2 separate regions of the Triticum aestivum genome follow, and region 2 is linked to region 1. The links are chromatin contacts, called in public Hi-C maps. All regions are on one chromosome and are shown on one strand. The core of a region is the stretch at or near the end of the contact, and the rest is flanking DNA. Distances in the headings are between cores, read along the strand shown.

What was found. A called contact is a pair of places that touch in the nucleus more often than the background predicts.
Region 2: a Hi-C map of leaf shows a contact between it and region 1, with 3 times the contacts expected there. The contact joins the promoter of LOC123104934 here to the promoter of LOC123104932 in region 1. A contact is called at or near these places in 2 of 5 Hi-C or Micro-C datasets (both in leaf).

The regions. Positions count from the first base shown.
Region 1 is chr5A:576,428,686-576,434,548 of IWGSC CS RefSeq v2.1, forward strand. LOC123104932 (serine/threonine-protein kinase STY13) reads left to right here and starts at 3,165. Exons shown (of 7, transcript XM_044526877.1): 1 at 3,165-3,651; 2 at 3,790-4,172. The coding sequence starts at 3,893.
Region 2 is chr5A:576,577,105-576,582,967 of IWGSC CS RefSeq v2.1, forward strand. It overlaps LOC123104934 (organic cation/carnitine transporter 7), which reads right to left and starts at 3,468. Exons shown (of 7, transcript XR_006450607.1): 1 at 3,198-3,468; 2 at 1,711-2,054; 3 at 1,208-1,445; 4 at 596-1,127; 5 at 310-512.

The sequences.
Region 1 (5,863 bases), core at 1,915-4,414:
CAGTTTTCTAGCAAAAAAATAAACCGTAAAGGATTTGTCATGCTCACTAACTAAACTTGTCACCTCGACAAACATAATTTATCATAAAAAACATTTGATTTGCTATGCCTAAAAATCTGATTTTTCTCGATGGATATTCATCGTCCTAAATCCATTGAAAGAAATAGGGGTACTTTATTTTTATCAATAGTAGGTTGCTATTGTTTGTGTTTCTGAACGGCTATGGTGAATAAAATGATGCAAAGAGGAGATGGGGAGCGGCGGACTTAGTGGTGTGATTCTTACCCAACGTCTGGCGTCCTTTAAATAGAGGATGGACATGATGAGCTTGCCCGACGTTGTGTTTAATGCTCCCCACCGGCCCGCTCGTGAACAGATGTGTGGCTGGAGTAGATTTCTTGGCTTCCACGCGGGTTTAATGGAGGCGCTTGAGTGCGGCGAGGAAGTGTGCTCAGCCGGACGTGCAATGGGCAGAGGAAGTAAGAGGTCGCGTCCGCCCTGAACCCGTCTTCAACGTGCATCGGCATGAATGTGGATAGCTGGCGCCGGACGGGAACACGCGCCGACGAGGGAGGAAGGGCTTTGGGGGGTCAGTGTGGTCAGAAGCGGGGCATTGGTGGTGTTCGGATGCCCGCAAAGCCCCTGTTTTGTCTCCGGTTTTGCGATAGAAAGTACTCCCTACGTTCCGAATTACTTGTCGCAGGTATGAATATATCTAAATGTATTTTAATTCTAGATACATCCATTTCTGCATGAGTAATTTGGAACGGAGGGAGTATGTCCGGACCGCGACGCGGACCGACACAACCCCGCGTTGAATGGCTTCCGCCGTCGGGGCGGAGGCGGGCGGTTTGAGAGTCGGCAGATGCTCTAAAGGCACTCCTACATTTCAAAATAATTGACATTATATGTTTGGACTGTGATATTTGGCACACGTGTGCCATATAAGCAAAACTGCCACACCTTTACTTCTTTCATTTTAAAGTACCACACGATCCCTCGTCCTTTGACCTCGCCTTCTTCCAAATGACCCCGCAGGCTTGCCCGAGAAACCTGCTTCTCCTGCACATCTCGGGCGCCCACCCCCGAGAAAACTGCCACTTCTTCACGTCTATCACATGATTTCTCCTCGGGACAAAGTTACCATGGTATTCGTATGCAAGTTATCAGGCCTGTGTTGCATAACTTACCATGCTATTTACATAGAACGTACAAGGTACTATGCTTCAACAACTACACCCCTTCAAAGTTAACACTGTGTTTTGTACACAAGTTATAAGGTCTTCGATGTGTAAAATACAATGGTACTTGCACATAAGTTATCAGGGTATATGTACATCAACCTCCCCTGATCAAAGTTATCATGGGGGATTGTACATGAGTTACCATGATATTTTTGGTGTGTTTCGTATATTATCATGATACTTGCACCTAAAAACCTGGGTGTGTTTCGGTAGCTTTTTTCATAGGTCAAAAATTGCCATGATATTTTTGCGTAACTTATCACGCCTATAGCACGTGTGTCCCTCATAACATTATGTGACTTTCCCGTGGCACGCCATGTGTTGTGTTCATCCAAGAGGCCCACACGCGAGGTGAGTGTATGTTTTTAACAACTTATTTTCCTTTGGTAAAAAAGTTACCATCATGTTTATATTGCAAGTTATCGGTTATGCGGTGCTTATATAATCATGTTATTTACACAAAAATTATTGAGGATGTTTTGAACAACTTTATCCCAGAACAAAAAGTTATCATGGTGATTCTAGGTAACCTATCAAGCCCGTAGTGCTTAAAATATCATGCTATTTACACAAAATTTATCAGGGGGTATGTTTCAGCAACAAATCCCCCCGCCCCCACGGGTCAAAAACTTATCATGGTGTTTAGTTATCGCAGTGCATATGTTTTCATGCTATATACACATAAAAATGCCAGGGGAGGGAGGTATACTACCGTGCTATTTACACAGAAGATACCGGAGTATGTTCTCAAAAAAAAATTATTCTCTACGGTCAAAGTTACCATGGTGTTTCTACCTCAGTTATCAAATGTGCACTGTGTATATTACCATCTATTTACACATAAATTATCGGATATCTTTTTACATTTGTCTTCCCCAATGGTTAAAGTTACCACGATGTTTGTATCTAAAATATCAGGTCAATGGCGTGAATGTTATCGTGCTATTTACAGAAATTACCGGGGGGCGGGTTCAATAAATTTATTCCCAATGATCAAAGTTACCATGATGCTTGAAATAAAAAGTTTTTCAATGCTAGCATATTAAAGGCAAAAACATGGCAAACACAATATTTCCCTTCGCTTGTTCAACAATGAGTGTCATAGGTGAGGTGGTAAGCTCCCTTTGTTGATTACCTGCAAACCAGAGTTCAAATCCTAGTCCAAGCATTATTTTTGCCAAAAATCAGGAAGGCGCGTGGGGCCATAATTGACGATTACGAAAATTAGGAAGGAAGTCAGGGGAGGTCGGTGGGGAAGGACATGCGGGAAAAGAAGGAGATCGGGAGTCATGCGGAAAAGGAAAGAAATCGAAAGATCATGCGGGAAAGAAAGGAGATCGTGAGGGAACTGACGGCGCTGGATGCGTGTGGCAGTTTACATGATTGCCATATACATATTTCGTATATGTTTTCATATTTTGAAAGAAGTGATAAGTTGTCTGGAGTGAAAATTTACTAGTTAGTTTATTTATTATTCCCTCCGTCCCAAAATTCTTGTCTTAGATTTGTCTAGATACGGATGTACCTAATACTAAAATGCGACTTGATACAACCGTATTTAGACAAATTTAAGACAAAAATTTTAAGACGGAGGGAGTACTAAGTTTGTCGACTCTTTATAAAAATCCCGTGGGCACCAGAGATCTGAGGATTCGCGTGTGTGCAAAACCGACCAGAGAGAAAAATCTCGATCCGACGGCCACAAACGAGCGGTTGACCAAGAAACAGAGTACCCCTACCAGCTTTTCAAGTTGAAACCTCACCACCCACCATGCCGTGAGCCTGCGACGTGCCCGGAGAGGCCCCCGAACATTCTACTTTGGACATGTAGCACGGGACGCATTTGAACATTCTACGTACCTTGGAGTCTCGGACTTGCACATCACGCGAGCCAGCAGCACAGTAAGCATATTCCAACTTTCCAAAAGCTCCAGCGCAACCGACGAGCCAGAAGGCAGGCGGAGCTGCCCACGCACAGGCAGCACAGCAGCAGCGGCCAGTGGCCACAGTATCGCAGTAAACAAATCCGCTCCGTCGTCGCCACGCCTCCCCCCTTCGTCAACACCCTCGCCCCCGCCGCCTCGGTCCGACCGGAGGCCCCCGTCCTCATCTCCTCGCCGCCTCCGCCGCCTCGCCCCCCCACCAAGCTCCCCCGCTCGCCTCCGTCCAAATCCCGCGCCCGCGATTCCGCAGCCTTCCTTCCTTGTTAGCTGGTCAGTTGGCTGAGCCGCCCTTTGTCCCTGCGTTCTTGGGGAATTCTTTGACCGGATTCGATACGGTCTCTGCTCTCCCGCCTCCGCCATATTTCCGCCGGGCTTCCTCCGCCTCGGTCAAACTTTGCGGCCGGCCTTTTTCCAGCGAGTTCCGTCCGTCCCAGCCTTTCGGCTTTCGTCACAGCCCCGCCGCGGTGAGCACCTCTTCTCCCGCCCCCGCCCCTTTGCTTCCTTCCCACCGCTCGCGAGATCTGCCCCCTCTCCTGCTCCGCCTTGCTGCCAAGGAGGCGGTTCTTGGCTCACCTCTGCTGCTCCCCGATATACTTTGCCAGTTGCCACGCGCCGATTCCGCGCCTCCGATAAGGAATTCTGGTTGTTGGGCTTGCGGCGCAGTTCCTCAAGAATCAAGATTTCTATTTTTGGCTGCCTGCAAAGATGGCGTCCAGCGCCGGTGATATGCCCGAGGTGAAATTCAAGAGGACCGGCAGCCTGGGGAGCAGCGACTACGTGCGAGCCGACAAGATCGACCTCACCAGCCTCGACATCCAGCTGGAGCAGCAGCTCAACAAGAAATGGGGCAAGACCAACATCAAGTCCCAGGGACCCAAGGCGGACTGGGAGATTGACCTTGCTAAGCTGGAGATCCGGCACGTCATCGCCCAGGGCACATATGGAACCGTCTACCGCGGCACCTATGATGGCCAGCAGGTCGCAGGTATCTACCTCAATCGGCTGAAAAACATGAACTCATGTTGCTTGATTGTTCTTTATATATGCATGCTCCTATGCCCTCTTATGTATTCTTCTGGTCGAATTACACACATGATTATATTATAGGGGGTTAAAAACACATATGTATATAGGTCATGAGTCATGACACGTATTTATTCACACAAAGCAAGCGCAAGTTTGCAGGTTTTGGGATAATTAGTTACTCTAATCTCTTCTATTAGAGAAATGATACATGTTGACTTTTATTGATTGTGTGATTTGTGTTCACTCCTTCCCCAATGTTTCAGAACCTCAAATAGGTACAGGTTTTGAGATTAGGTGTGTTTAATCCAGTAGCATGCTCTTTTAAACCCATCCCAGTGTCCAACTGGGCGCCTTAAACCATATTTGTTCGGCAAAGTGCGATGCCTAGCAGTTTGACAGTTATTCGTGTGCCCCCTGTTAATTAATCCTTGAACTTCATGATAACTCTTTATGCTTCACACAATGCTTAGTATTTTCGCAACAATTTGGCCCGCGTGTTTTTATCAGAGACGCATCAAAATTCATTTCTAGTGTGTTTTAGTGCACCTTCGATTCTGTTTATGTTCTTTTCTTGTACCCAGGAAGCTGCATCTGAATTATGTAGTTTAAGGTTTTATTTCTTATGTCGATATTTTACCTTCCTTACATCGGATATTCACATAACTAGCAAACAGTTGAGTTATGCTTCTAGGCACTGTAAAAGGTAGGAGCAAAATTTGCTAGATGGCCAACCTATTGTGAATGCAAGAAGCTTTGCACTTGTACTTTTCAAGGAATCTCTTATAGTTGGATTCAGACAAATACATATATACTTCCTAGTTAGTAAGTATAACGTAGTCGGACAATCTCCTTGCTGCCGCATCCACTCTATGTATTGATAAGATCTGTTAAACCATTACATGCTTATATTGCTACTCTACACATCTACACATATTTATCTGAAATTTTAAAAATCTTAACACGTGAAGGGCCGTTTCACTAAAGAACTGGGTGACTGTCTGTTAGCTGTTTATCATTATTTTGAACATTGCTTGGGCTGGACCATGTATTCATCTGCTTTCCGGCCTTGTGCATATTTGTGTGCCCAGATTGATGCTATTGCTCATGAATAATTTCAAGATAGTGTCATCTTTTTTCCTCCATCAAGTTATTCCTTTCCCTGACTACATTTCTGGACATTTACTTACTCTGCCAGTCCATCTGAGGTTTTTCACCTTTGGGCAGCAGTCCTCATTTCACATGTCACTCTACATCGATTTCCTGCTAATTAGCAATTTATCACTATCAACATTGATTTATTTAAATTTCTACTAATTTATGATGCTTCCTTCAACCAATTTCCTTTGAGTCCTTTGCAAATGAACATGAATTCTTCCGTGTTGAATTTTTGCATATGCTCGTAAACATTTCTGCAGCCTGCTCAATAGTGGATATATGTCTCTGTAACTAAATGTCATGCTATCTGAAGCGTAGTTGTGCTGCTTTGTACCGTCTGCTTTGACTTACTTTCCAAGCTTATCTTTTTGTGACCCACTTCAGTTTCCTAAGTTCTATAGGTTTCCATAAAATAGAAAGTGAAGACTTTGTTCCATTGAGCACTTCAGTTATACGCATGCCTGTATGTTGTTCATTTGTTCTTTCTACTAGCTT
Region 2 (5,863 bases), core at 2,218-4,717, 150 kb after region 1:
GACAGTGTGACAAGAAAACATTACTGAATAAAATTAATAAGAAGGATGCAGTAGTATGTTTTATTCGTTTAGGTCATACTCGCACCAGTTTACTTACATATATCTTCATCATGAAATGTAATGCAGACATAATTTTTTTAAAATATTCAGGAAACAAAATACCATTTTAAGTACCTAGCCAAATCGATGGATATAATGTTGAAATTGCAACTTATAGGCCTACCAGGCAGTACTTTCAACACATTAAACTCACTATGCTGTGACACGAAGAAACACATTTACTGCATGCCATGAGAAAAAGATACGAACCTCTGGGGCATATAAACATACAACTGTGTAGCTACCCATGGCACAAGCACGAGCACCAAATAGAAGGCCAGTTGTCCATAGCTCACTCTGATAAAACACAAGTGGGCCAAGGAAACCACAGCATGTGAAGAGCAAGCACCACATTGTAGCTTTTCGGCCAAACCATTCAACAAGAAGAGCAGATGCAATTAGACCCGGAATCTCTGGTAGAGCAGTAGAATGATGAGTTAGTGACATATTCTACAGCCAGTCAGACTGGGTGAAGAAACGGGCTACTGAATGCTACCTGCAAGACTAGTGACAAATGTATCTTTGTAAAGGCTGGCATCTGTTTCACTCTTCACATATTTCAGCCCAGATGCGCAGCTTCTATTTGCATTGCTCAGTTGCGCGGTCAGCAAGACTAGTCCATAATAAGCAAAGGAATTTGCGTAGAAAACAAACCAAAGTAGAAGAGTTGATCTACGCAATTTCCGTGACAGTAGACTGCGCAATGCAGCAGCACTACCAGATTTGGGGCTTATGACATCATCATCTGTGCAGTCCTTCTCTCTGAGTGGAAGAAGATGATCTGCCTCAGAGGTAAGAGTACTATGATCAACTTCACCGTCTCGAGGGTATACGAGAACTCCAGGAGGAAGAGTTGCTTGGTTTGTCTCGGCGATTCTCTCCAGGACAAGTGTTGCATCAGATATTCTATTTTGCGCACACAGATAGCGTGGCGATTCAGGTGTAATTCCAAAGAAAGGGAGCAAGAGAAAGCAAGGGATGGCAGTCAATGCTAGCAACCACCTCCAAGTCAATGTTGATACGACAATCTGCAATAGGAACAAAATTTTGTAAGACTTCATTACTTGGTCAAAATATAAATATAAATCAGAAAGTATCAGTCCGATACCCATGCAAGTGAAGCTTCCAAGACTGTGCCAATAGTCCAAAAAAAGGAAAAAATAATCATCCAAAAGCCACGATTTTGCGCAGGAACAAACTCCAAAAACCAAGATGAATACACATGGCTGCCACCCAATCCTACGCCAACGAGAAAGCGAAGAGCCATCAAACATAAATAGTTTGGAGACAAAGCACTTAGGAAACCCATTCCAGTAGTAAACAGAGTTGAAAGCAGTAAACCAGTCCTGAAACAAGAAAAATACAAGTTTTGTTCAGGGATTATATTTGGTACATTGTATGTTTGCAACTATAAACCTGTCCGCAATGTATAGTATTGAAATTATGTTTACAATTCCAAAACACACCGGACGTGCCAAAGTTGCATAATCGTACATCAGGAATATGAGATTCAAATTCATAACAGAGACGGTCATAACTTTGTCAAAAATAAAAATAAAAATTCTTCTAGAAAAGCGAAACACATCAGTGCATGTACAAGTAAATCCTTACCTTCGCCCATATTTGTCAGACACGTATCCCCAACCACATGCTCCAATTAACATGCCCAAAAACACTACACTTGAGAGTAAACTCTCATCTTGGGCAGAGATTTTCCATTCCTCCCGAATCAATGGTCCAACAAAGGACAGTAGCATGACCTCCATGGCTTCTGCAACCCAACCCATGCCTGCATAAACAAGAACAAGTCCTTGCAATTTTCCAAATCCCATGGCTGTAAGCGCATCATCTGTGGTGTATGTTTCCATGTTGGTAGTGTGTGCCGATTCAGCCAAGGAAAGGCCAGTCTGTAGCAAACTTGACGTCAGGAAAATATTTGCTTATTTCACCTCCAGCTGCAAATAGTACGCACAAACAATAAAAACATACTTAGAGATGCCAAAATCATAAGAGGTACGATTTAATGCATATATTAAGAAATTATTAAAGGTAAATTTGCCCCTAGTGTTTGTTCGTTAATGGTGGATAAACATACATCAATGACTCTACACAATCCAATGCAACAACGCAGTTCAGTGCTATCAGGATAAGAGCAATGTCATGCTAGACCTCGTTTACTGACGCTGCTCCCACCCACATTCAGTTTGGCGAGCAATGACATGCCGGACTAGCCTAAACACAACACACCGGATGCTATATCGATGAGAAAGTGCAAAGGACAGATGGTCAACCAGGTCAAGAAGGCGGTGAATAGTTCCATTGAGATGATAGCGTGCGCATTTTTTATCGGCAAATAAAAAACAGAGCAATTATAGTTTCTGAATTCTGAATTGAAGGAGGAGGTGAGAATCTGAAGTGGCCTAGAAAGATTCTGAGATCTTGACTGGTGCTAAGTCTGCTTAAGGACTGTCTAGTTCCCTGATTTGACTTGGTTCTCCCTTTATATTTTTCTTGGTTTTTCTCCTAGCCTCTTTTGTAGATCTGAACAGTTTCCTGCTCAATACTCCACAGCAGCAACTCTTCTGCTGCGTTATTTATGTAAAATAAACATGGTTTCCTTGAATGATGCTGTATACAAAAAGAAGATAAGAAGTGAAGAGAATGGTACACGGTAGACATTCCTCTAGGATTAAAGCTTTACCAAATTCTCTATCTTAAACTCAGTCATCTGAAAATTCAGTGTAAAACTAATCCGACAGAAAACTTCTCCTGGATCTTCTGCTACATACAGACACAGATCAATACCCAACCCAGCCACCATCCAGGACCCCTAATCAACGCAGCACCTGAAACGAATCCAACTAAGCTCAGGGGGAATGCTATGAAGGCACAAGACCTGAACACCAAGAACTTGATACCTACTAGGCCATGCCAAGAACAGGGGGCGTGGCCATGTCCGAGCACGAATCCTGCATCCCAACTACCACCAGAAACCAAAAAAAGGAAGGCGCAAACAGCACGCAAAGCGGCCCAAGCGCCCAACGGAACGCGGGAGCAGCAAGCAATCGGCGATTGAGGCGAGGGGGGCGGGCACGTACGCAGGGAGGAGGCGGGGAGCGAGCCCCGTTGGGATCAGGGATGATCCTCGCCCGCAGGAAGGAAAGCCAGCAGCGGCGGCAGAGGGCGGGGTTAGAAGATGCGTGCCTGCCTGCGCTCTGCGGGTTGTTGGGAGGGGAACGAGTTTAATAGCGGGATTGGAAAATGGCGACGACCAATGGCGGACGGGGGAGGGAGGGGGGAGGGGCAGGCAAGCAACTGGTCCAGGGGCGACGATGGCGACCTGTCTGCGCGGGCCGGGCTGTTGCGGGACGCGTGGCGATCCTGATTGATTTTCATGTGGTCGCCAGGGATTCGGGATCGTTTTCGGTCCGTGAATGAATGGGATCAATCATGTGGTTTGCGGGGAACCGCGGGCGACGTGCCGCCGCGACGCTTGGCCGCCACCTGGACGTGCGACGCCCCACCAAGAGGCCCACAGGAGACGTGTTATTGGCCGACAAAGATAAATAGGAGTAGCCTTAACCTCGTGACAATTTTCTTTTCTTTTTTCTTTCTTGAATGAAAATAATAAAGTTTCTCTTTTCTTTTGTCGCGCGTGATGGGTGGCGACCGGTGAAGGAGACCGTTCTGGCCTATTATCCGTGATGAGCTGCAGTTGTCAAATTCGGTTTTCTTTTTTGAGAGAGAGTTGTCAATTTCGTTTTGAAGACCGTGTTGCGTTTTTTATTTAATTATTATTATCGGTGCTCAGCTACGCTATCCTGTTTTGTGGCGTGATAAGAGAAACCTTGATGTGCTGTGTCAACCTCATACGGTCGTTCAAAGCACTTGCGTCTCCTCTGCCTTCTGCTGACGGTTTCTGGCGCCTGACTCACTCGCGACCCAAGAGAGTGACGAAGAGGTTGTGACGGGATATGTAAAAAATAATGGCTTCTTTGAATCAAAAGATTCTCACAGTACATCTAAAAAAAAAGATTCTCACAGTAATTTTGGAGGATTTTAATTCTTAGGAATTTTTTCTATGTAGGTTGTTTGATTCATAGGATCGTAAACTATAGGAATTTTTCCATGGGATTCATTTACATTAGATTTCATAGGAAAATTTCCATCCACTCAAACCTCTTTAAAAGAATCCTACGTTTCTCTTATGCACAATCAAACACTCATACAATCTTGTAGGATTCAAGATGGCATGCCACTCTAATCTCATGTTTTTTCTATTCCTGCGTTTTGAAAATCCTATGAATCAAAGAGGCCATAATATTTTAGTATGTTACACAAGATTTACCTGTCCATATAAATGTGATTGTGTATATAAATATTTGTTAAATTCTGACCGTGATTTATCTGCTCATATTAATGCGATTGTATAAATAAGTGTTTACCAAATACTGCATATCTTTAAAAAAAATAGAGAGTAGTATTAATTAAAAGAGCAAACAAAATTCTTACAATCTTGCAAGGCGACACTCAACACGTAGGTTGGCACTGTCCCTTGCATAACACTACCACACAACTTGTCAACTCTTTACGCTCAAGCTGGGCAAGAATATGACCTAACTATTGCGATAACCCAATTCGGTGCCCGGGCTCATCTACACCCTGTCAGAAAAAATAAATCAAAACATGTACTAAAAATATTAGAAAAGTCCATTTTCTTTGTGTGATAGAAAATTTTATGCGTGAGGTACGCTCCAAATTTCAACTTATTCAGACATCTGAGCAGCTCTCAGCAAAAAAAATCATGTCACAACAGTGTGTGAACATTAAACCTTTTTACAGGCCCTGAATTTGTCTTTTTTGCTGAGAGTTGCTCAGATGTCCAAATGAGTTGAACTTGGAGCATACCTCACGCATAAACTTATCTACCACGCAAAAATTGGAATTTTTTGAATTTTATTAGTATTTGTTTTGATTTTTTCAGGGGGGGGGGGGGTGTAGATGAGCTCGAGAGCAGAAACCGCACTCCTAACTATTGACCCTTTTATCTACTTTTTAGACTTTAACTTCTCTATTTCCTTGCTTGATCACTTGAAATTCCTTCGTAGTCACTCCAATTTCCGATCAATCCACACATGAGGGGGCGAGTGCCTTTGCCACTGAGCTGTTGTTCATCTCAATAACTAAAGGCAGCTCCGTACCCAGCATCTGAAGGAAAATATGCCCTAGAGGCAATAATAAAGTTGTTATTTATATTTCCATATATCATGATAAATGTTTATTATTCATGCTAGAATTGTATTAACCAGAAACTTGATACATCTGTGGATACATAGACAAAACACCGTGTCCCTAGTAAGCCTCTACTTGACTAGCTCGTTAATCAAAGATGGTTAAGTTTCCTGACTATAGACATGTGTTGTCATTTAATGAACGGGATCACATCATTAGGAGAATGATGTGATGGAAAAGACCCATCCGTTAACTTAGCATAATGATCGTTAAGTTTTATTGCTATTGCTTTCTTCATGACTTATACATGTTCCTTTGACTATGAGATTATGCAACTCCCGAATACCGGAGGAACACCTTGTGTGCTATCAAACGTCACAACATAACTGGATGATTATAAAGATGCTCTACAGGTGTCTCTGAAGGTGTTTGTTGGGTTGGCATAGATCGAGATTAGGATTTGTCACTCCGAGTATCGGAGAGGTATCTCTGGGCCCTCCCGGTAATGCACATCACAATAAGCCTTGCAAGC